7 separate regions of the Mus musculus genome follow, and all the other regions are linked to region 5. Evidence: chromatin contacts called from public Hi-C, HiChIP or PLAC-seq, Micro-C and promoter capture Hi-C data. All regions are on one chromosome and are shown on one strand. Each heading gives the region's core, a stretch centred on a gene start, on an enhancer-like site or on the middle of the called end of the contact. The rest is flanking DNA. Distances are from core to core; before and after follow the strand shown.

Evidence for each region. Promoter capture Hi-C pulls out the DNA fragments that hold promoters and counts their contacts. A called contact is a pair of places that touch in the nucleus more often than the background predicts. HiChIP or PLAC-seq counts read pairs in DNA pulled down with a chosen protein or histone mark.
Region 1: a promoter capture Hi-C map of neutrophils shows a contact between it and region 5, with 3 times the contacts expected there. The contact joins the promoter of Zdhhc18 here to the promoter of Sh3bgrl3 in region 5. A contact is called at or near these places in 1 of 39 promoter capture datasets (neutrophils), 1 of 484 Hi-C or Micro-C datasets (CD8 T cells), 4 of 115 datasets of contacts at active chromatin or transcription factors (T-cell acute lymphoblastic leukemia, embryonic stem cells, large pre-B cells and 1 more) and 2 of 9 other capture datasets (liver and pancreatic islet).
Region 2: a contact with region 5 is called in an H3K27ac HiChIP or PLAC-seq map of embryonic stem cells, with 6 read pairs. The contact joins the enhancer-like site here to the promoter of Sh3bgrl3 in region 5. A contact is called at or near these places in 1 of 39 promoter capture datasets (embryonic stem cells), 2 of 484 Hi-C or Micro-C datasets (embryonic stem cells and erythroblasts), 2 of 115 datasets of contacts at active chromatin or transcription factors (CD8 T cells and embryonic stem cells) and 2 of 9 other capture datasets (adipose tissue and pancreatic islet).
Region 3: a Hi-C map of Th1 cells shows a contact between it and region 5, with 5 times the contacts expected there. The contact joins the promoter of Arid1a here to the promoter of Sh3bgrl3 in region 5. A contact is called at or near these places in 2 of 484 Hi-C or Micro-C datasets (Th1 cells and embryonic stem cells), 2 of 115 datasets of contacts at active chromatin or transcription factors (effector CD8 T cells and embryonic stem cells) and 1 of 9 other capture datasets (adipose tissue).
Region 4: a contact with region 5 is called in a promoter capture Hi-C map of fetal liver, with 3 times the contacts expected there. The contact joins the promoter of Pafah2 here to the promoter of Sh3bgrl3 in region 5. A contact is called at or near these places in 5 of 39 promoter capture datasets (cranial neural crest, fetal liver, liver and 2 more), 2 of 484 Hi-C or Micro-C datasets (both in embryonic stem cells), 2 of 115 datasets of contacts at active chromatin or transcription factors (Th17 cells and pancreatic cancer cells) and 1 of 9 other capture datasets (pancreatic islet).
Region 6: a promoter capture Hi-C map of liver shows a contact between it and region 5, with 3 times the contacts expected there. The contact joins the promoter of Mtfr1l here to the promoter of Sh3bgrl3 in region 5. A contact is called at or near these places in 3 of 39 promoter capture datasets (the C10 cell line and liver) and 1 of 9 other capture datasets (pancreatic islet).
Region 7: a contact with region 5 is called in a Micro-C map of embryonic stem cells, with 1.8 times the contacts expected there. The contact joins the enhancer-like site here to the promoter of Sh3bgrl3 in region 5. A contact is called at or near these places in 1 of 484 Hi-C or Micro-C datasets (embryonic stem cells), 2 of 115 datasets of contacts at active chromatin or transcription factors (T-cell acute lymphoblastic leukemia and embryonic stem cells) and 1 of 9 other capture datasets (liver).

The regions. Positions count from the first base shown.
Region 1 is chr4:133,631,657-133,634,960 of GRCm38.p6, reverse strand. Zdhhc18 (zinc finger, DHHC domain containing 18) reads left to right here and starts at 1,532. Exons shown (of 8, transcript NM_001017968.2): 1 at 1,532-1,882. The coding sequence starts at 1,572.
Region 2 is chr4:133,839,551-133,842,710 of GRCm38.p6, reverse strand. No RefSeq gene overlaps it. Among named protein-coding and RNA genes, the nearest start is that of Gm12974, 25 kb to the right of the region's middle. Within about 2 kb of position 1,425, at least 180 of the 459 cell types and tissues checked have an H3K27ac peak or open chromatin away from gene starts, as enhancers often do. A contact at or near this core is called in CD8 T cells, embryonic stem cells and erythroblasts, where this site is marked.
Region 3 is chr4:133,752,200-133,755,341 of GRCm38.p6, reverse strand. Arid1a (AT rich interactive domain 1A (SWI-like)) reads left to right here and starts at 1,357. Exons shown (of 20, transcript NM_001080819.2): 1 at 1,357-2,873. The coding sequence starts at 1,731.
Region 4 is chr4:134,401,513-134,404,554 of GRCm38.p6, reverse strand. It overlaps Pafah2 (platelet-activating factor acetylhydrolase 2), which reads right to left and starts at 1,643. Exons shown (of 10, transcript NM_001285874.1): 1 at 1,451-1,643; 2 at 312-462. The coding sequence starts at 1,540.
Region 5 is chr4:134,127,310-134,130,369 of GRCm38.p6, reverse strand. It overlaps Sh3bgrl3 (SH3 domain binding glutamic acid-rich protein-like 3), which reads left to right and starts at 1,637. Exons shown (of 3, transcript NM_080559.2): 1 at 1,637-1,754; 2 at 2,285-2,452; 3 at 2,564-2,964. The coding sequence starts at 1,707. The coding sequence ends at 2,629. Cep85 (centrosomal protein 85) reads left to right here. Exons shown (of 14, transcript NM_144527.3): 14 at 1-512.
Region 6 is chr4:134,533,928-134,536,819 of GRCm38.p6, reverse strand. It overlaps Mtfr1l (mitochondrial fission regulator 1-like), which reads left to right and starts at 1,433. Exons shown (of 7, transcript NM_029759.4): 1 at 1,433-1,570.
Region 7 is chr4:133,654,841-133,658,140 of GRCm38.p6, reverse strand. No RefSeq gene overlaps it. Among named protein-coding and RNA genes, the nearest start is that of Pigv, 16 kb to the left of the region's middle. Within about 2 kb of position 1,465, at least 36 of the 459 cell types and tissues checked have an H3K27ac peak or open chromatin away from gene starts, as enhancers often do. A contact at or near this core is called in embryonic stem cells, where this site is marked.

The sequences.
Region 1 (3,304 bases), core at 283-2,782, 500 kb after region 5:
ATGTCTCCAAACAAAAGCATGGTCAGGCCTATCACAGCAATACCCCACTTCTAGTACCAACTTCTGTCTTAGGGTTTCCATTACTGTGAAGAAACACCATGACCAAGGTAATTCTTATAGAGGAAAACATTTAATTGTGCTCTCATTACCTGGGCCAAGCATATTCAAACCATCACAGTGGTTAAGAGTACTTGCCGAACAATCATGGGTGCCCCAGTTCAGACCCCAGCATCTACCTAACCATTTAGGTATCTTACAGTGAACTTCGGCTCTGAAGGATCTGAGACCTTCTTCAGGCCTCCATGCATACGTAGGCCTGCCCTCTCGGTCTCCCCACGTGCACGTTCAGTCACACAAACACAAATGATCTGTCTTAGGGCAGGTGGAGCAGCTCAGTGCTAGAGACAGGGGTTGCCCAGCTGGTGAGGTCCTGGGTGGGATACTCAAGTATCCCAAAAGCAAAACAATCCCTGTTCTTTTGTTTTGTTTTTCGAGACAGGGTTTCTCTGTGTAGCCCTGGCTGTTCTGGAACTCACTCTGTAGACCTGGCTGGCCTCGAACTTAGAAATTCGCCTGCCTCTGCCTCCCAAGTGCTGGGAGTAAAGGCGTGGGCCACCATAGCCAGCTAGCAATCCCTGTTTTCACAAATGGATGCTAAACTCTCCTTGTCAGGTTCAGGAAGTGCACAAGTCCTTCAGAGAAACCTCGCTGGTGAGCCACTGCAATGAGCTCTAGTAACTTTGGGTGGAGTTTCAGCAAAACTCCCAGGCCTCCAGTCACATCACGAGAAATAAGTTCCACCATCAACTTGAATGGTTTGCAAGGAGGCTGGACCCCATTTGCTCCAGATAAGACTGCCTGATTTAGCCCTATGAGCTTTGGGGGTGATGCATGTAAAAGAATTTGCTAAAATATTTCTGGACTTCCGACCTGAGTCCTAGAAAATATAGTGTGCGCGTGTGTGTGTGTGTTTTCAGCTGAAACAGGGACTCACTTGTAGCCCAGCTCGTTGCAAATTCACCTTGGACCTTGGCCTGAAGGTCCTTGAACCCTACTTGTCTCAGTCACCAGGAGTTAGCCCACCCCAGTTCCTGGTTGGTTAGGTCTGTTGTGAAAACACCCACCTGAAAAAAGTTTGGGGCCCTTAGGCATGATCTCCATTTGGGGATTATCTAGAACCCAGGGTTGAACCTAGGACAGCAGGGAGGGAAAGACTAAAGGATATTTCACTCACACCCCTTTAGACACTCGGAACTTTCAAAGCACCCTTACCAGCTTGCCCTCAGAGGTGGGCGAGCCTGGAGTGCCTGAGCTGTCCCCTGAATCTCTGACTCCTAAGGCAGGGTCTGAGAGCACCGGCAGCTGAGGGAGCCCTGGAGGCCGCATCTGCAGAGCCCGGGCTGGGCGCAGGAGGCGCTGCGGAGCGAGCCGGGGGCGGGGCGGCAGCGGAGAGGCCAACCCGAGCGAGCCTGCCTGCCCGCCCGCCAGCGCCGCGCGCGCCGCCGCCACCTCCGCTGCTCGGCCCGGTCCCGGAGCGGCCGGGCGCGGAGCCGAGGCCCGCGGCCGGCCGCATGAAGGACTGCGAGTACCAGCAGATAAGCCCCGGGGCCGCCCCGCCGCCCGCCTCCCCCGGGGCGCGTCGCCCCGGCCCCGCCGCGCCCCCTGCTCCAAGCCCCGGGCCCGCGCCTGGCGCGCCGCGCTGGAGCGGCAGCGGCAGCGGCAGCGGGAGCCTGGGCCGCCGGCCCCGGCGTAAGTGGGAGGTGTTCCCGGGCCGCAACCGCTTCTACTGCGGAGGCCGGCTCATGCTGGCCGGCCACGGCGGCGTCTTCGCGCTCACGCTGCTGCTCATCCTCAGCACCACCATCCTCTTCTTCGTCTTCGAGTGAGTTCGCCCACCCCCACCCCGGCACTGCGTCCCCGGCCGCCGCTCCTTCCCCGCCCGCATCCGTGAGCCCTCGGGCCTCCGCCCGCCGCCCCGGAACCCCGGAACCCCTTCTCGCCACCCGGACCTTGGGTGCCCCGCCCGGGTCACCAGCTTTTGCCGGGTCCCTCAGGTCCACCTGCGGTCACTCACTGGCTGGTTCTTGCCTATCCCAGGCTCTTTCTGACCCTTCTAGGCGTCTTTCATTCCTGTCCTCAGACAAGTAAGTTTTTGTGTCCTTTGGCTGTGGACACCCTACCATGAATTTTTCTAGGCGTCCTCTCAAGTCCCTCCAAGGTTCTACAGGGTCCTGGCTCCCACACCCGCTTTCCCTCAGTCATGGTCACCCTAGGCCCGGAGGCAGTCCTCCCTAAAGCATCTCTGGGCCTCTCAGACAGGCCCTTCTCTCTCCAGCACTTTCCTTAGTTTCTCCAAAGCTTCTTCCCGACGCTCTCTTAGCTCCCTAGTCCTCTAGGTGTCTCCCACCCTGCCCTGTCTCTTTCCCCTCCGGACACTCTGCATCCCTCGGTGGCGGTCCACCACCGGGACAGCGGGCGGCATCAAGATCCTTTTCAGGAAAGAGACCTGAGTGCTTTCACACGGCCTGTCTTATTTGCCCCTATGGGCTTCTGACCTTTTCCCAGTGACCTAGGGTTGGCCTACACTGTAGCTCCGTTTTAGGACTGAAGGATGGAGGAGTGGCTGCTTATAGTTTTCTCGGGCCACTCATGCATCCAAAGTTTCCACCCACCCTCAGCCTCTAGCTGGAGTCACTTGCCCTGTGACTCCTTGAGGGCACATACACCCCCACTTGAACGCACCCGGGGTGAGTCCCACCTTTCCCTCCTACTTCTTCCTATTGGTTTCTTTTATTATTCATTATGGTTAAGAACTCCATCTCTGGCTCCAGTCCCAGCTCCACCTCCCACTAATTGTGTGGCCTGCAGGCAGTCATTTTACGTTTCCAAACCTCAGTGCCCTCACCTGTAGAATGGGGACTTTAATAGTACCCACCCCCGACAGGGTTCTATTGAGATTGGTCATGCTTGCAAGCCTTTAGCTTTTTTTTTTCCAGATATATTCATTATTTATTTATTTATTCTTTTTCGTCCAAGCTTCTAGCACTTGATGTTGGCAGCTATTACTTCCCCGGGGTTGGGGGAGGGGGGCACGCATGTCATGATGAGGCTGTCTGAAAGACCAGTTCTCAGATCACTTTCCAGGACCTGGATTATGTCTCTGTAACTACAAGGTGAAGACATCCTTCCTTTCCATCCTCCCCCAAAATGCTCTGCCCTTCCACTGGATCAGGACAGGAAAAAGAAAAAAAAAAGTTCAGGGTGGTTTACACAGAGGAGCACTGGGATCCCAGCCTGAACCTCG
Region 2 (3,160 bases), core at 176-2,675, 290 kb after region 5:
TATGCCTTTAATCCCAGCACTCGGGAGGCAGACACAGACGGATTTCTGAGTTTGAGGCCAGCCTGGTCTACAGAGTGAGTTCCAGGACAGCCAGGGCTACACAGAGAAACCCTGTCTCGAAAAACAAACAAGCAAACAAAGAAAGAAAAAAAAAAAAACCCAAAAGAGGCAGGGCGTGGTGGCGCACACCTTTAATCCCAGCACTCGGGAGGCAGAGGCAGGCAGATTTCTGAGTTCCAGGACAGCCTGGTCTACAAAGTGAGTTCCAGGACAGCCAGAGCTATACAGAGAAACCCTGTCTCAAAAAAAAAAAAAAAAAAAAAAAAAAAAGTGGGGCTGGTGAGATGGCTCAGCGGTTAAGAGCACACACACACACACACACACACACACACACACACAAAAAAAGAAAAACAAAAGAAAGAAAGAAATATGGGCAGGGGATGGTGAAATGGCTCAGCAGATAAGAGCACTGACTGCTCCTGAGTTCAAATCCCAGCAACCAAATGGTGGCTCACAACCACCTGTAATGAGATCTGATGCCCTCTTCTGGTGTGTCTGAAGACAGCTACAGTGTACTTATGTATAATAATAAATAAATCTAAAAAAAAAAAAAAAAGAAGAAGAAAGAAAGAAAGATGGGCAGTCGTGGTTTAATGTTCAGCTCCGGGTACCGGTCAGCAGACCTTGGTAAATACTCAACCTCTTTGCCTTGCCGTCTACCGACACTTTTCTTGTTTGTTTTGTTTTGTTTTTCCAGACAGGGTTTCACTATATAGTTCTGAGTTCTGACTATCCTGGAACTCTCTCTGGCCTTGAACTCTGAGATCCATCTGCCTGTAACTTCCAAGTACTGAGATTAAGGGTGTATGCCACTGCCGGGGGTGGGCAATGGTGGGGTGGGGGTGGGGTGGGGTGAAAGGAGTAGGAAATGTGGGGGTGGGAGGGTGTGGGGTGGGAGGAGCAGGCGTGCTGGGGAGGCAGAGGCAAGCAGATCTCTGTGAGTTCCAGGCCACAGGGTCTAAAAAGCTAATCCAGGACAGCCAGTGTTGTGTTACACAAAGAAACCCTGTCTTGAAAAGCCACCAACTCTCTGAGAGTTCGTATCTTTAAACATGAATTCAGAGTGGCCCTTGGTTTGTGGTGCTGTTGTTGTTTTGGGGGTTTGGTTTGAGTTTTATACAGGTGACACAAAGATGGCAGAGAAGTAGCTCAGGCTAACACATAGCCACGGGCCCCTCCCTCCCTCCCAGATCACAGGCTCCAGCCTCCTAGGTCAGGACCTCTCCTCATTCTCTTTTTGGGGAAACAAAACTAAAGCCATTTGTAAAACCTGGAGAGGAGGGGGCCTCGGTAAAGTCTTTCACAAGGCCTTCGCTCCCCCCTTCCTGCCCCCAAACCGCTCTCCGAGCTCTAGCTCCTCTGTGTGACTCAACCTGAGACTGCTTTTTATAAGTCACTTCCTCTGCCGCTTCTCTGCTGTGGCTCCACACCTGCCCCCGAGGCTGTGGGCGGAGTTGAGAAATCAAGAGGCAGATTACACACGGGTCTGACCTGAGCCTGAAACTTGTATCTGGGAAGGGCCTGTGGCCACTCTCCCCTGGCAGGAAACGCTCCCTGGGGCTGGATTTAGCTGGGTCCAGTCACTCTGACTGTTGCTATGGAGCATTAACTACAGGGCCTCTGCAGGGGCTTCTGAGGGAGGGGCATTCAAGTAGAGACTAACTGTAAAACTTGAGTGGGGGTTGTGTTTTGTTTTGTTTTGTTTTGTTTTGTTTTGTTTTTGTTTGTTTTTTTGAGACAGGGTTTCTCTGTATAGCCCTGGCTGCCCTGGAACTCACTTTGTAGACCAGGTTGGCCTCGAAGTCAGAAATCCACCTGCCTCTGCCTCCCGAGTGCTGGGATTAAAGGCATCCGCCACCACGCCCGGAGAGTTGGGGTTCTTACGCAGTCTTCTGGCCTCTAAACCTCAGATCTTACAGGTAGCTGCAGAGCGTCCTCTGTGGGTCAGGACTGGAATTCCAGCTTCCTGGGAGGCTGAGACAGGAGGATCCAAATTCAATGTTATCTAGAGCAATTTACTGTGACTATCTTAAACTAAAAAGCAAAGATAGGCCTGAGGACATAGCTTAGGGGTATGGTACTTGCTTAGCATAGGTAAGGACCTAGGTTCAATCCCCACTGGGGAAATAGTTGAATGAGAGTTGGGTCAAGGCTCTGGTAGTGACCATGAGCAGAAGAAACGGGAACACAGCACAGAGACTTCCTAACCCAGGCTATGGGTTATCATCCTAATTTGGGAGGTAGAGGCAGGAGGGTCAGGAGTTCCAGGCTGTCCTTGGCTAGGTAATTTGAGATCCTGTTTCTAAACAACACAAACAAATTACCAAACAAAGAAGAATGTCTGCCAGGAGCCATGGCATACAACTTGAATCCCAGCACCCAGGAGACAGAGGCAGGGGGATCTCCATGACTTTGAGGCCAGCCAGATTATAATTTCCTTGTAGATCAGGCTTGCCTTGAACTCACAGAGATCCACCTACCTCTGCAAGGTCATCACATCACAGGACATCTATGCCTGATGAGTTTTCTTCCATTTTCAGGTCTGAAATATACTACCATAGCCCATGCTGACCTTGGATCTGTTATGTAGGTCAGCCTGGCCTCGAACTCACAATTCTCTTGCCTCCTTCTCCTGAGTACTGGAATCACAGGCATGTGTCATCGTGCCCAGGTAAGATCACAGAGTTCTAGCCGGGCGTGGTGGCGCACTCGGGAGGCAGAGGCAGGCGGATTTTTGAGTTCGAGGACAGCTTGGTCTACAAAGTGAGTGCCAGGACAGCCAGGGCTACACAGAGAAACCCTGTCTCGAAAAACCAAAAAAAAAAAAAAAAAAAAAAAAGATCACAGAGTTCTAAAGGAAACCTGCTATCAGTTGCTCACCTCAGAGCAATGCTCTGCCAGGAATTTGGGCTGTGCTGATGTGTTACCTCCAGGGGGCGCAGTGTCCAGGTTTTCCAGCCGACTGGGACAAAGGATTCCCTCCCTAAATGATGACTCAGCCTAATCAATCAGAAAAACATTTCACACCTGTGTCTACATTGATTATGTTGTGTTTTAGTTTACAGCCAAGAAAACTGCACAGGGTTTTAGCATACTATTG
Region 3 (3,142 bases), core at 108-2,607, 370 kb after region 5:
TCTTTCAGTCCCTGGAGCCTCTTCTGTGGGCTGTTTACAGTCTTCCAAGGTACTTGCCTTTGAAGATTGGGCTACTGGCCATTGTGAGCTAGGTTCCCTTAGGAAGTGCTAATGGAGCTTGGTTTGCCTGGAGGACTGTCTTAAGCCCCCAACGCATCAGTAGCCACCATTTTAAGAGAAGTGGTGGGATGACCACGTTTGATTTTCAAACCTCCTGACACTGATCTGATCCGGTGGTTGGATTTGTTCACAACGTAAGTGCCTTTCTTTTCTCTTTTCCTCCTTTTCTCTGGCTAAGTAGACAAGATGCGGCTTCGGCCACTCACTCCACTTTTTATAGCCACACACTTCTGCCCTCTGACTTTAAGTGACCTGGGCAGTCCCCTCCCTTCAGTCTGTTGGTAAAATGGGGGGGGGGGAGATAATCCAGACCTCATGCCCCCAGGGCCTTGTCAGAGAGGGCTAATGAGGGCAGGGCACGGGAGAACCGATAGTTTGAACAATGGTCAGTCCTCCTTTGGGGCTAGCCAAAGGGGGGGAAAAGCAGGGCTCGCTCAGCTGGGTCTCTAGAGCAGGTCTGCAAAAGGCTTTGAAGAAGAAAAGTGCTGCGGAGGTGCTAAGTCGCAGCCAAGAGCCCAGGCCCGGTGCCAGGGGGTCAGGTCCCGGCCGCGGCGGCCGCGGTTTCGGGCTCAGGCCAATTTTGCAGGCGCGGGTAAAGTTCACGCGGCCCGCTCCCTTTGGAGCGGCCGGGAGGGGACAGGCCAGGCTGGGAACGCGGCGAGCGAGGCGGCGCAGGCTCCGGAGGCGCGGGCTCCGGGCCGGGTTTTCCCCGAAGCCTTCGGCGGCGGCGCAGCCGAGCGAAAGAGGCTGAGGGCTTGCCGCCGCCGCCGCGGCTCCTTCTCTCCCCTCCTCCTTTGTGAGGGGAAGGGAGCGAGTCCATTCCACGGCCTGCGCCCGCTCCGCGCTCCAGTCCTGGTTTTTCAGGCGGCCGCGACGGCGCTGGGTAAAATGGCAGTGCTGAGCCTCGTGTCGGAGTGAGGGGGACTCGGAGGAGAGTGGGGCGCTCTAGCTGCTCAGTCCCGCCGCCCGCCCGCCCGCTCTCTCGTTCGCTCTCTCGCCCGCCCGCCCGCCGCCAAGCAGCAGCCTCGGCCCGAGCCGCGGCCGGGGAGGCGAGGCAGGGCGCCCGCCAGAGCAGCGCTCCTACTCTGCCTCCCGGCGCCCCGTCCGCCGCCGCGCGCCCTCCAGCCCGCCCGCCCGCCCGCCCGTCCCGGGTCCCCCCTCCCCCCCCGCTCCCTCCCTCCTTTCCCGCCCCCTCCCCCTCGCCTCCCTCCCTCCCTCCCTCCTCCTTTCTCCGGCAGCAGAAAGCGGAGAGTCACAGCGGGGCCAGGCCCTGGGGAGCGGAGCCTCCACCGCCCCCCTCATTCCCAGGCAAGGGCTTGGGGGGAATGAGCCGGGAGAGCCGGGTCCCGAGCCGCCAGAGCCCGGAGCAGCTGAGCCGCCGGCGCCTCGGCTGCCGCCGCCGCCTCCTCCTCCTCCTCCGCCGCCAGCCCGGAGCCTGAGCCGGCGGGGCGGGGGGGAGAGGAGCGAGCGCAGCGCAGCAGCGGAGCCCCGCGAGGCCCGCCCGGGCGGGTGGGGAGGGCAGCCCGGGGGACTCGGCCCCGGGGCGGGGTGGGAGGGGGGAGAAGACGAAGACAGGGCCGGGTCTCTCCGCGGACGAGACAGCGGGGATCATGGCCGCGCAGGTCGCCCCCGCCGCCGCCAGCAGCCTGGGCAACCCGCCGCCGCCGCCCTCGGAGCTGAAGAAAGCCGAGCAGCAACAGCGGGAGGAGGCGGGGGGCGAGGCGGCGGCGGCAGCGGCCGAGCGCGGGGAAATGAAGGCAGCCGCCGGGCAGGAGAGCGAGGGCCCCGCCGTGGGGCCGCCGCAGCCGCTGGGAAAGGAGCTGCAGGACGGGGCCGAGAGCAATGGGGGTGGCGGCGGCGGCGGAGCCGGCAGCGGCGGCGGGCCCGGCGCGGAGCCGGACCTGAAGAACTCGAACGGGAACGCGGGCCCTAGGCCCGCCCTGAACAATAACCTCCCGGAGCCGCCCGGCGGCGGCGGCGGCGGCGGCAGCAGCAGCAGCGACGGGGTGGGGGCGCCTCCTCACTCGGCCGCGGCCGCCCTGCCGCCCCCAGCCTACGGCTTCGGGCAAGCCTACGGCCGGAGCCCGTCTGCCGTCGCCGCCGCGGCGGCCGCCGTCTTCCACCAACAACATGGCGGACAACAAAGCCCTGGCCTGGCAGCGCTGCAGAGCGGCGGCGGCGGGGGCTTGGAGCCCTACGCCGGGCCCCAGCAGAACTCGCACGACCACGGCTTCCCCAACCACCAGTACAACTCCTACTACCCCAACCGCAGCGCCTACCCCCCGCCTCCCCAGGCCTACGCGCTGAGCTCCCCGAGAGGTGGCACTCCGGGCTCCGGCGCGGCGGCGGCCGCCGGCTCCAAGCCGCCTCCCTCCTCCAGCGCCTCTGCCTCCTCGTCGTCTTCGTCCTTCGCACAGCAGCGCTTCGGGGCCATGGGGGGAGGCGGCCCCTCAGCGGCCGGCGGGGGAACTCCCCAGCCCACCGCCACCCCCACCCTCAACCAACTGCTCACGTCGCCCAGCTCGGCCCGTGGCTACCAGGGCTACCCCGGGGGCGACTACGGCGGCGGGCCCCAGGACGGGGGCGCGGGCAAAGGCCCGGCGGACATGGCCTCGCAGTGCTGGGGGGCTGCGGCGGCGGCGGCGGCGGCGGCAGCGGCCGTCTCGGGAGGGGCCCAACAAAGGAGCCACCACGCGCCCATGAGCCCCGGGAGCAGCGGCGGCGGGGGGCAGCCGCTCGCCCGGACCCCTCAGGTACACAGCCGAGCGGGGAGGGGGCTGGGGCCAGCGGGGCCGGGGGGTGGGCTGGGTGGCGGCTGCGGGGAAGCAGGCCCCGGCCGTGGGCTCCCCTCGGGCTTGGGCCCCCACTGCCGGGGAGCTGCCATTGTCTGGCTCTTCTCTCTTAAAATGGCTGCCTGTCTGCCTTCCTCTCCTTCCCTCGATCAGCCTTTGTGTGGGGCTTTTCCAGGGGTGTCTGTCCGGTTTCTCCTCCTCCGCTGGTCCTTTCGAACTCTGGGGGTCTC
Region 4 (3,042 bases), core at 394-2,893, 270 kb before region 5:
AGCCAGTACCATGTCCCATCTGATGTCCCAAACACTGCGCAAGAGGTTCTAGTTCTACCTGTATCTGGCACCACAGTTCTACAAACGCTGGCAGGGCAAGTGGGATAAGGGACTGGCCCAAGTCCCACTGCCAGTAAATTACAAAGTCTGGATTTGAACCCATGACCCAGATTCTCACGCGTCCAAGTCTCTCCCATCTCTCCAAACCAAGGACTGGACTATGCAAGCTAAATAGTTCCTGTGTCTGCCTGGGTCTCTTCTGGGGATGTAACCAGGCACCCGGGAAGCAGCCAGGGCCGGGCCAGCCTTACCGATACCCACGTTGAACAGCAACCCCACCCAGCGCTTGTTATACTGCAGGTAATCGGCCAGACCCATGCTGTACTCGTAGCGGGGAATCCACAGGGGCTGCTCGCACTTCTCTGATGCTTGGCAAGGGTAGAAGAGTCGGAAGAGGCTCCCCTGGGGAAAAGAAGGGAGCAGCTGCTGGGACCACAAAGCTTAGGCATTTGGGGTCAGCAGGAGTCTGGGGCACCAACAGAGAAACAGAGGCTTCCTCCGATCCAGAAACAATTTTGTGGCTAGCACATCAGAGGGCTTATGTCCTGACTGTCAAGTGCATTTCCAATTACATCCTGGAACAGCGCCATACTGTGGACCTAGGCTCCGTGCGAACGAGGGAGGTGGGGGGGCTAGGTCTTTGCTCTTAGGATGAACTCAGTGGCAGCAGAAGGCTTGGTCAGGAGAGGGAGCAGGAGAGGGGTTACCAGGAAGTGGGTGTCTCTCACAGAACAGAGGTGAGCCCAACCACCGGGGACAAAAACCTAAGGAACTTGTTGGGTCATGGTGGCACGTGCCTGAAGTCCTGGAGGTGGGAGGATCAGGGGCTTATGGTCATTCTTGGCTACATTTCCGGTTGGAGGGCAGCCTGAGCTACATGAGAAACCTCAAAAATGTTAAAAAGGAAGAGGAGGAAGAAGAGGAAGAGGAGGAGGAGGAAGAGGAAACAAAGAAAAAGAAAAGCTTAGGAATTGGCAGGAGGTTCAGAAACCAGAGAGAAGTGAATGGGAGGCTAGAGGTGAAGACCTCATCTTCCCACCCAAGCTGTAGAGTCAGGACAGTGGCCTGTGGCCCACTATGCTTCATCCTGTCCCCCTACATCAGGATGGCATCGAAAAACCTCTCTAGGGTCAGATGCCTGGACTCACGACAGGAGAAAGGGTCTGTGAGGTGCCTCTGGCTCCTCCTTGCTGCAGAAAGAACTCGGCCATCTGCGGAGGTTCTAAGAGTTTAAATGAGGAATTTAAAAGCCAGCAGGAAAACAGGCCAAAAGGCTGATGTCCAAACTCTGCCCAGCTGTAACTTAGCAGCCCAGAACTTACACACTTGGACCTGTGCTGGTGAAGTCCCCGCAGTGGAACAGAGCAGGGGCGGAGCTTGGGACACTTACCTCAAGACTGTGACCCTCCATCACATCCGTGCAGCCAATGTGGTGGGGTCCCGAGATGGGTGGGAAGCACACAGACTGGCCGGCCCCCATCTCATCACCAGCTGGACCAAAGCCGGGTGCTCGGGAATTTGCTGGCTGGAAGACAGAACACAGAACAGCCTCTTGCTGGTCTCTCCCTCACTTGCTGTTTCTCTAGGTCATGTGCCAACCCTGTCCACTTCCTGACATCCTTATCACCCCAGCCGACCTTCCTGCCAGCTACTCACTAAATCATATTCGTTATTTACACTTGCGACTTTGCCAACGTTTTCAGGCTCGTCTTTCGGTTGTCTTTCTGCAGTGGCGGGGTGGAAGCCGGGGCCTTACACTTGTTAGGTAGCGACCCATTCCATCCCCAGCCCTATGGACTGTGGTCTTCATTTCCCTCTGGTGGGGTGAGGAGATAGTGGTGATGAGCTAGTCCTCAGATCCCTCAAAACCTACAAACCATAAGGGTGTGGCTCAGTTCTAGCATACAAGAAGCCCTGGGTTCAATTCCCAGAACTATAGAAAACAGCTACGGCGATGAACACCTGTAACCCCAGCACTGAGGAGGGTGGTGTCCGGAGGGTTAGGAGTTCAAGGCAAGCCTGGGATGCATGACTCTGTCTCAGGATTATTGCGTAATGACCCCGCACCTACCGTGTATCTATCTGACAGTAACTGCTGTAGTGATTACAGCCCAGACTTTGCCTTCCCTGGCTAATAACGCCCCACTGAGGTCCAGCTCTTCCTCAGCTAGCACTGTACTAAGTCTCTGATAAACACTGCTTCATCTAACCCTCTCAACAGCTTTCCGAGAAGGGAGGTAGCTGGACCAATTTTGCAGACTCAAGAGCAAGGCAGAGAGGTCTAACTCAGCCCACGAACCGGCTTAAAGCAAGCAACATTTCAATTCCTATTCCTTACAGCCTAAACCACCTGCATGGGCGGGGCCCTGCCCCCCACCCCCACCCCCGCGGTTTGTTTGGACATTCTGAGTCCTCCTCTGGGAGGATCAGTGTGCAAGCCAGAGCAAGCCTGGGCAAAGAGAGACTTTGGAGATGGTTGCTGCCAACGCTCCCTGCAATCACCCCTGTCCCTGCCTCGGCACATACACGTGTGTAACTGAAGAACTCATAGTCCTGAACTGTTTAAGGCCACAGCTGTTACTACACACACACACATACACACACACACACACACACACACACACACACACACACACACACACACACACACACACACACCTTCCTGCCTGCCAATCATCTGGTCCAGAGGAAAAACCCCAAGAAGCCAGCCAGAGTCACTCTACTTAACGTTGGGAGGCAATAATTTTCTCTCTACTATTCCTTTTCCTCTTTTGTTCTTCCAGCGCAAATTTTAAGACACCCACTAATACAAAAAGGAGGAAGGGAAGAGGAGCTAAATTCTGTTGCAGGCTGTGGACCGCACAGCCAGTGGGAAGGGGGAGGAGCCTCTGCCAGACTCCACCCACTCCACCCCACCCCACCCCGGCCCGACCCTCCTCCCCCGAGGCTGAGCACACACACTGGAGAACCAAGACTGCCGCT
Region 5 (3,060 bases), core at 388-2,887:
TCTGGTGTTTTGTGTTTCTCTAAGGCCTTTGAGCCTTAGCTTTCTGGTTTTTCTTGCCTCCCAATTTAGGGATCGTCTCAGTTGTATCTGGTTATTTGGCCAGCCCTCAACCTCCTCTAGTTTGGATCCAAGGGCCCTGTATGTATGAGGAGTAAAGTAGTTGTGGGGGTGCAGACAGGACTTCTGCTAAGCCTTGGGGCTGTTAACAGCACCATGGACCTCCAGGGCCTGAGGGGCCGCTTTGCCAGTGTTTTAACAAGTTTATGTTTTCTTATGGAGTGGCTTACCTTTCAGAGTAATCACACCCAGCTGACCATCCCCTCAGCCTCCGGGCTGCTGCCTCCTTAAAACAGAGCTTCCTGGTTGGTTTCCACCCTGTTATCGGGAGCCCAGCCTCCATGCTCACGGGTATTTTTCTTCGTAAAGTTTATAAAGTTATTTATATGACTCTTTGTTAAGTCGACTGGTTTGTATTGCCTATTTTGATTACAGAATAAAACATTTAACAAACACTCCGGTTTCCTAGTGCCTCCCAGCGTCCCCTGCCAGCCTGCCTGTGACTCTTTTGAAGTGAGTTTAGGCAGATCCAGTGTGGAGGCTCAGTCTTCCCACTTCTGCTCTGGGTGGCGACAGATTAGTCTCTGCCCACACTCCTGTGTTGCAGAGAGCAACCGCCGCCAGTTGTCACTACAAAGTTGCACACCTCTCAGAGGTCAGCAGCTTCTGGGTTTCTGTGGCTTTGAGGAAATGACTTCCCCAGAAGCAGACAGGCAGTTTGCCTCAGCAGGCAGCAGAATTGTGTTGTTCCTGCGCCATTATTTATGTAGCCCCAGGTCTACTCTTGGGGCCTATAGTGAACCTGACAGAGCTTGATCCACAGTTGGAATGGGTGCTGGACTCTCTTCCATCTCATTAGCTGAATTCTTAAAGTTCAAAGATGTGGGGTGTCATTTGCAATGTAAAGGTAGAGTTAAGTTGGGATCACCCCAAAAATAGCTGTGCCAAGGGCCAGTGCAAGCCAGGTTAAGTCGGGGCACCAGCCTTTGACTCCGCACACTAGCACGCTCGCTGTCCCGCAGCCTACTTCCTCCCCCTGGCTCCTGAAGGGTGTGAGCCGCTCCCCCACCCCCTCGCTTACAGCCACCACCCCTTTCTTGTCTGAGCCTGTTTGAGTGGAGAGGTGCTTTAGAGAAAATGTCCTGGCTGCACTGGCCCTCCCCGCCCTCCAGCGCCCCACCACAGCTTTCCCCCCGGCCCTTGCTGTCTAAGCTTGCGAACTGACCCGCCTTCCAAAGTTCCATACTGAGCTGTGCTATTAAGAGACCGGGAGACCTGGGTGGCACTGCTTTGGCCACTGAATGTACACAACCCGGGTAGACTGGGGAAAGCTTTTAACTGAACCGGTCCGCCTGCCTTCCCAGCTTTTTCTGCCTTTTAGCCGGTCCCCAGCATGGGGCTGAGGGGGAAGTGGGGGAGCCAAGTAGCTGCAGAGGACAGGGGTCCTCCCGGCTCCAGGCCACGGAGCAGGGCGGGGTCATGCAGGCCCCGCCTTACCCGCCTGCGCAGCTCATTGGTCCCGAGAGCAGTGACTCGCGGGCGGAGCAGGAAGGAAACCGCTCCCAAGCGCGGCGGCGGCAGCGTAGTTCCTAGCCGTGCAGCTGCCGCTCCCACCGTCCCTCAGTTGGTCTGTGTCCCCCGCCTGCAGCATGAGTGGCCTGCGCGTCTACAGCACGTCGGTCACCGGCTCCCGAGAAGTAAGTGTGTGCCTGGGCCGGCGCCCGGAGAGGGTGGGCCGTCTCTGTGCTCCGACCAGCGCCCGGGAGCCGCCCCCACGATGGAAGCAGTGAGGTGCGGGGTATGGCCTCCCAGGTCTGGTCCAAGGGCTGGGCCCAGCCTGAACCCCCGCACCAAGGGCCCCTCGGCATCCCCAGCGTGAGCTGCCCACGCTCATTCCCCCAGTATAGGGCCATCCATTCTCTTGCACCAACCCCCGACCGCTTTAATCCCGCTTCCTCTCCACTGTGCGGCTGTGGAGGAGGAGATGTGTCTTGTAGAGAGGGCCTGCCCCTCGCCGAGTCTAGCTTCCCTGTCATGCACAGAACTTGCCCGTCTTCTTTCTGAAACTCTAGTAGTTTACCTGTCTATCCTTGGACCCTTCCCATCCCTTAGTGGCCAGAACCTCCCCTCAGAGTGGGCAGGATAGAAGCTGTTGCTCACACCCGAAGGAATTCCTCCCACAAATCCTTCAGCTTGCCTGCCAACCCTGTCAATCCTCCGCCCCTAGATCAAGTCCCAGCAGAGTGAGGTGACCCGCATCCTAGATGGGAAGAGGATCCAATACCAGCTAGTGGACATCTCCCAGGACAACGCCCTTCGAGATGAGATGCGAACCTTGGCTGGCAACCCCAAAGCTACCCCACCTCAGATTGTCAACGGGAACCACTACTGTGGGGTATGGGGTTTGGGTTCTGGGAGGTGTTGGAGGACTGCAGCCAGGGTCAGACCTGGGCAAACAACTGGGGTGCCCTGCACCTCGACTCAGGTGACTGCCTCCCTTCCTCAGGACTATGAACTCTTCGTGGAGGCCGTGGAGCAGGACACACTGCAGGAGTTCCTGAAGCTGGCCTGAGTCAGGATGGCCACCGATCCTATCCAGCTAGCTCTTCACCAGGCCTTGTAACCAACTCCTTGTCGTCCTAATCTGCAAACCCAGACCCAGACCCTTTCCGCAGCCGCCTCCTCTTCCTCCAGAGGCAACATTCCTTATTCACCAACTAGTCTCAAAAGATTGTCTTAAGCCCTGACGATGGCTGTCCCCAGCCACACCTTGGGGCATCCTCTCTGCCTGGCCCTGTCTGATGAGCATTTCTGTTGCTTCCATCAGCCAGAGCTCTGCCAAAGGCCCCGCATCCCCATCCTAGGAGTGCCCTAGAGACAATTAAATGTCCATTCCTCTGGTGCTGACTGCTTGTGGTGTCCGGGTCCCTGCCTGGCAGAGGCAGATAGTTCTGGTGGTGTTTGGACTGTCCCAGGGCTGCCGCTGCGTGTGCGTGTGCATGT
Region 6 (2,892 bases), core at 184-2,683, 410 kb before region 5:
CTGGGAACATCTTGACCATAAGATAAAGAGGAATGTGAGGACATAACAGGGCTATCTGAACTGAGTCAACAACTCACAGAACTCTGACACCCTGCACGTACATGTAATTTTTCTCCTGATGTTTGAATAAGCCAATAGTGTGTTGCTATGCTGAATTCCACACCCCTAAGCCCCTTACCCCATAAAAACCCCTAGCTTTCCAGCCTCGTGGCCGACATCCGTTATCTCCTGTGTGGGATGCATGTCGGTCCGGAGCTCCGTAATTAAACGACCTCATTTAATTCCATCAAGATGGTCCTTCGTGATTTTTTGGGTGCACACCGAATCGGGAATTGAGTGGGGGTTTCCCCACTAGGTTCTATCAGTGGCTTTGTCGCTGATAGACTATCTGACAGTGATACCCAACAATCAAAAAGGAGCTGAGAAATTCCAGCTATCTATCTTGGCATGTGCCCTACCGGTGTTTAGAAGTAAATGTCTACAATTGTGATACAACTTCCCTGGGATTTAGCACAGTTGCAACTGTGCAGGTTTTTGTAGCCTGGAGCAATAGGCTTTACCAATTCACCTAGGATGTAGTATATTCTGTAGGTGTGTGTACGTACTCACTCTATAATGTTTGTGTAACTCAGTCACCTAAGGACACGTTTCCCAAAGAGTACCCGTTCTTCAGCAACATATAACTGTAATTTCCAGAGGACAACAATAGAGAAATAAAGCATGTATGGGTGTAGTAAGGCAGGTCTGGGCATAATGCCCATTGTGACTGCACAAAGCTGTCCACCCACGAATCCAAAAGATTTGTCCCTGGCAGGTGGGGATTATAGGCTTTGGGAGAACTGGTGAGTCAGGCAAAGCCACGTGCAGAGAAGAAAGTGTATGCCCATTAACTGGATGCCATGGAGACCGGTAGAAAGAGCGACCTTGAGAGCTTTGGTGTCTCCGAGTGCCATCAATCCACCCATCTCATTAACAGACTGAACTATGCTGCACACGTGTGTACGTGTATGAGCGTGTGTGAGACAGAGAACTTTAAAATAGAAGACAGCTATTCCGAAGCACTGGAGGGCATGCCTGAAAGGCGAAAGCAGCCATTTTTGCTGGGGGATGTATCTGGGGGAGCATGAAATGGGACGAGGGTCCAGACTAGATAGGAAAGGCTGAAATGCCAAGATGAGAGGATTCGGAGATCTGCAGCAGGAGTATGGACTATTTCCAGTGCTGAGCAGCAACACTGGCAGACTACCGCTTCCCAGAAGTTTGTTGACACTAAACACGGGAAGCAACTCCTACGGCAGCAACTAAACTTGGGAGGAAAACTCCAGCGGGATGCGCGCACAGACTTCGTGCCCTCCCCCGGAGGGGTGAGGGCGTGGCCCGGGGAGGGGTGTGGCCTCCTGGCCGGTCTGCCGTCCACTCAGAGCCCGCGTCCATTCCGGGCCCCTCTCTAGGCCCGCCTCTCCTGGGCGTGGTGCTCGCCGCGCAGCTGCAAATGATTGCTTCCGGAGGCGGGTCAGCGGAAGTGAGGGACTTCGAGGCCGGGCCGCCCGCTGGGGTAGGAGGGGCTGAGGTGAGTGTGGCGCTGGAGTCCGGGCTAAGCCCGATGCGGGGTCCCACAGGAGACGGGCTCGGTGAGCGCCCTGGGCCGTCGCCGGCGTCTCCGTCCCGGCGCAGGGGAGCACGCGTTCCCTGTTCCCGTGCAAGTTCTCGCGGGAGTCGCCGCTGTCTGCCCCCCTCGGTGAGGGCACTGGTCCCCAGGCGTAGTTGCTGGCCGTGTCACCCAGCGGTTGGGGTCGCCCCAGCCGTTGGAGCGCGGTACGCCCCGGGCCGCGCGGCGTATCTGGGACCTACGCCGGCCTGGAGGCTACTGAGCGGCCCGGCCCGGCCCGCGGGTCCAAGGGCCGCTGGACGCGCGGTAGGAACTTGGCCGACCTTGGCCCGGGCCGGGTCGCCGTCGCGGGGGTGGGGACCCGTCGTTGAGGGCGCAGGGGGCTGCATCTTGCTGGCCACCGGCGCCTCGTGAGACCCTCGCGCGCTCTGCCCGGGTGTCCGCCGGGCACCGCTGGGCTAAAGTTTCTCCCTGGCCCAGGACCTGCCGGGTCGAGGCGCTCTCGGAGCAGAGAGGGTCTGCCGAGAGTGGCCGCACGGGAAGACGCGGGCACGGCCAGCGCAGAAGGAGCTGCGGCAGCGCCGATGTGCGGAGGGAGAGCCGGGGCTGCGGAACCGGCTAGAGCGTCTAGCGGGCACGCGGGGGGCGGGGCCTCGAAGCCAAGTTAGTGTCGCCTACAGCGGTTTCTTAAAAGCAAGCCAAGTGCTTACAGCGGCTGCCGGAGGCCGGGATATGGGCCGTTCGGTTACTTCCATTTCTGTTTTGAGCACCCTCGGAAGGCGATCCAGGCTGCCACGGAGTGAACTGCGAACCCCAGGCTGCCAGGGACAGAGTGATGGATGAGCTGGGTGCTGAGGGACTGAGATAAGCTGGATAAGTTGGGTCCCACAGAGGCAGTGGTATAGACTGGGGCACAGATAGGTGTGTTGGGAGCTGGTAGCCCGGTAGTAGCATGGCCCCAGCAGAAGACTAGGGAGTGAGTATGGTCGCAGATCGTGTACTTGCCAAACTGTATTAGAGCTTGGTCTTAAGAGAGCTGGAAGATGGGGTATATCCTGCTGGCAGGACTGTGGAGTCTAGAAGAGAGTTGAAAGATTTAAACACCAGAGTAATAGAACCGGCAGCTTGTTAAACCCGAGGTTTAGATTCGGTTGGAGTCTTTGGAGATGAAGCAGGACAGGAGAGGGCGTAATGGCAGGAGTAGCACAGTTAAGTGGCCTTTAGCAAGAAGTCTGGCACACAGGGACTTTGTAGGCTTGAACATGGCTGCACATATCAGAACC
Region 7 (3,300 bases), core at 216-2,715, 470 kb after region 5:
CCCCCCATGCCCTAGTTAGCATTGGCAGCACTGGGGGCAAACCTGTCAGGCCAGCTAGGTAGGCGCTGTGCTGTACTGGTGAGCTACATCCCCAGCCAGAGAGTGACTACAGCAGATGGGAAGAGAATCAGGGAAGAGCGCTCAGCTTGAAGGGAGCCAAGGAATTACTCTAAGATCTGGCTCCAGAGCCAACCCACTGTACACTAAAGCTGTGTGAGCTCACTGAACTCAGCCTGACTTCTCTCATCTGTCCCCGTGCCTACGGAGTTCTTATCCATAAACTCAGCCATCCCTTATGGGAAGGTAAATGTTACTTCTGGATATTTTGAGACATCTCATAATAGTTCTTATTGACCTTGAACTCTACATCCCCCAGACTGGCCCAGAACTGTCCATCCTCCAGGTTGAGATCATACATGCATGTACACCACCGTACACATCAGAGATCGTTGAATGGGGTAGGTTTTTAGTCTCAGAACTTGGAAGATAGAGGCAGGCATATTTCTGTTAAGTCTATGCCAGCCCGGTCTATCTAGCAAGTACCTGGATAGCCAGGCTTACATAGTGAGACTGTCTCAAAAAAAAAAAAAAAAAAAAAAAAAAGAAAGAAAGAAAGAAAGAAAAGAAACACTTGAAAAAAAAGAAATTGATCAGTACTGAGTGTTGTGTTTTATAAAAAAAAGATAAAGAAAGGAGGAACATGTTTTGCAGAGGTGTAGTCAGGTAAGAGGGGAGGGGGTGCCTCAGCTGGCCCATGCTGAGTCATCCCTGCCCCCTGAGGGACCAGCCACACATAGTATAGAATAGAGATTATTCAGGGCATGGCAAGGGAAGCTGAGAGGGTGGTAGAGACAGAGAAAGAGAGACTGAGAGAGAAGAGTAGAGGCCAGCCCCATGAGCACGAGGAGGAAGGGAGGAGGGAAGGGGGCGAGCCGACAGAGTAGGAGCAAGAAGGCAAGAGCTAGAGAGAGCAGAGCAGCCCCTGTTACAGTGAGTCAGGCACCTGCTGTTGCCAGGTAACTGTGGGGTGGAGCTTAGACTGAATGAGTATATTAGACCTTTTCCATTACTTCCTAAATAACACAGTACAACTGTTTATATACCACTTACACATTATGGATTATAGACGTGTTTCAAAGGTGCAAGAGGGTTTCTTACATAGGTTATTTACAAAACCTATGTCATTTGTATTTTTGTACCTGGGGTTCCCTTCCTAGACCCTGGGGACAGTTCTTTGGGTCACTGAGGAATGACTGCACTGAACATAGATAGGAATAACATAGTCTTACAGAATAATTGTAAAAATTAAATTTTGACACATGACAAATTTAGGAAAACGCTAACAAAAGAATAGCTGGGTTTTGGAGTGTATTGTGCCGTCGGCACTTCACGTGCTGGGACAGTGGACTCTCAGAGGCTAGGATGAGTGGAGAGGCATCCGCACAGTGTTTACTGCAGTGGTGTTGGGATGGGAGAGATGAGAAAGAAGGCACTGTGGGGCTTTGGGCAAATGGCTGGCCCTCTCTAGACCTGCCTTCTCATCTGCATGTGGAGCTCACTCAGGCGTAGCTGCTCCTCAAGGCCCCTCAGGGAAGGGAGGAGCACTCACAAGCCTTCTTGGGAGGGGCAGTGCAGGGTCCTTCCCTCCCTGGGGATATGTAAGCCATTAATGCTTACTGGAGGCATCGGGGACCTGCCCACACTCCTGTTGGCTGACTAATTAAACTGATGGGTTCACCAAGCTCAGGTCTTTGGTTTGCTGCAGGTGCTATGTCTTCCTTAGGTAGGCAGACAGACGTGTGTGCTCATACCTCCCTGGGGAAAGCTAACGTAACAGGCTGTAAGGACGTGGCAGCTTGGGCCCCACAGAGTCATCATGAGAGCAAAAGAGTGCAGTGGAGAGCACACAGTGACAACATCATTGCCATTAAATGACAAATAACATTCCCGGAAGGGGGAGAAGAAAGGAAGAAGAGCTGCAGAGATAACTCATTCTATAAATATGCTTGCCCGCAGGGCTGGAGAGATGGCTCAGTGGTTAAGAGCACTGACTGCTCTTCCAGAGGTCCTGAGTTTAAATCCCAGCAACCACATGGTGGCTCACAACCATCTGTAATGGGGTCTGATGCCCTCTTCTGGTGCATCTGAAGGCAGCTACAGTGTACTCATGTACATAAAATAAATATTCTTTTAAAACGCTTGCTAATAAGTATATGAGTACTCAAGTTTGATGGCCAGAACCTTTATATAAAAGGTTGGGCTTAGTGGTGCTTTGTGCTTGTAACTACAGTACACACAAGCAGGAACAAATCCTGCGGAGGGGCTCCCTGGCCAGATGACCTAGCTGTGAGGGTTTGAATGAGAATGGCTCCCTTAGGCTCATGTGTTGGGATTCGCGGTTTCCAGTTGGTAAAACTCTTTGGGAAGAATCAGGAGGTATGGGCAGGCCTTGAGGCTTCCAAAGACTATTACATCCCTACTGCAGGCTCCTCCTTCCCCACTCTCACATCAAGTGTATGAGCTCTCAGGAGGTCTGCCTTTGCTCCACCATCATGGACTCTTAACTCCTCGAAACTTCAAGTCCAGTGTTTAACACTTTAGTTTATAAATTGCCTTGGGGGCTGGTGAGATGGCTCAGTGGGTAAGAGCACCCGACTACTCTTCCGAAGGTCCGAAGTTCAAATCCCAGCAACCACATGGTGGCTCACAACCATCCGTAACGAGATCTGACGCCCTCTTCTGGAGTGTCTGAAGACAGCTACAGTGTACTTACATATAATAAATAAATAAAAAAATAAAAAATAAAAAAAAATAAATTGCCTTGGTCATAGTATTTTGTCACAGCAAGAGAAAAAAATAAGGCACAGAGTTGAACACACAAGCCTCATTTCCTCATGGGAAACCTTGTTTCAAAAAGCAGATATCAGGCTGGAGAGAGGGCCCAGCAGTTAAGAGCACTGACTGCTTTTCCAGAGATCCTGAGTTCAATTCCCAGCAACCACATGGTGGCTCACAACCATCCGTAATGAGATCTGGCTCCCTCTTCTGGAGTGTCTGAAGACAGCTACAGTGTACTTACATATAATAAATAAATAAATAAATAAATAAATAAATAAATAAAAATAAAAGATTAAAAAAAAAAGATATACCAGAAGAGGGCATCAGATCCCATTATAGATGATTGTGAGCCACCATGTGGTTGCTGGGATTTGAACTCCTGACCTTCTGAAGAGCAGTCAGGTGCTCTTACCCACTGAGCCATCTCACCAGCCCGTGGTATGTCTTAAGACAGCTACACTG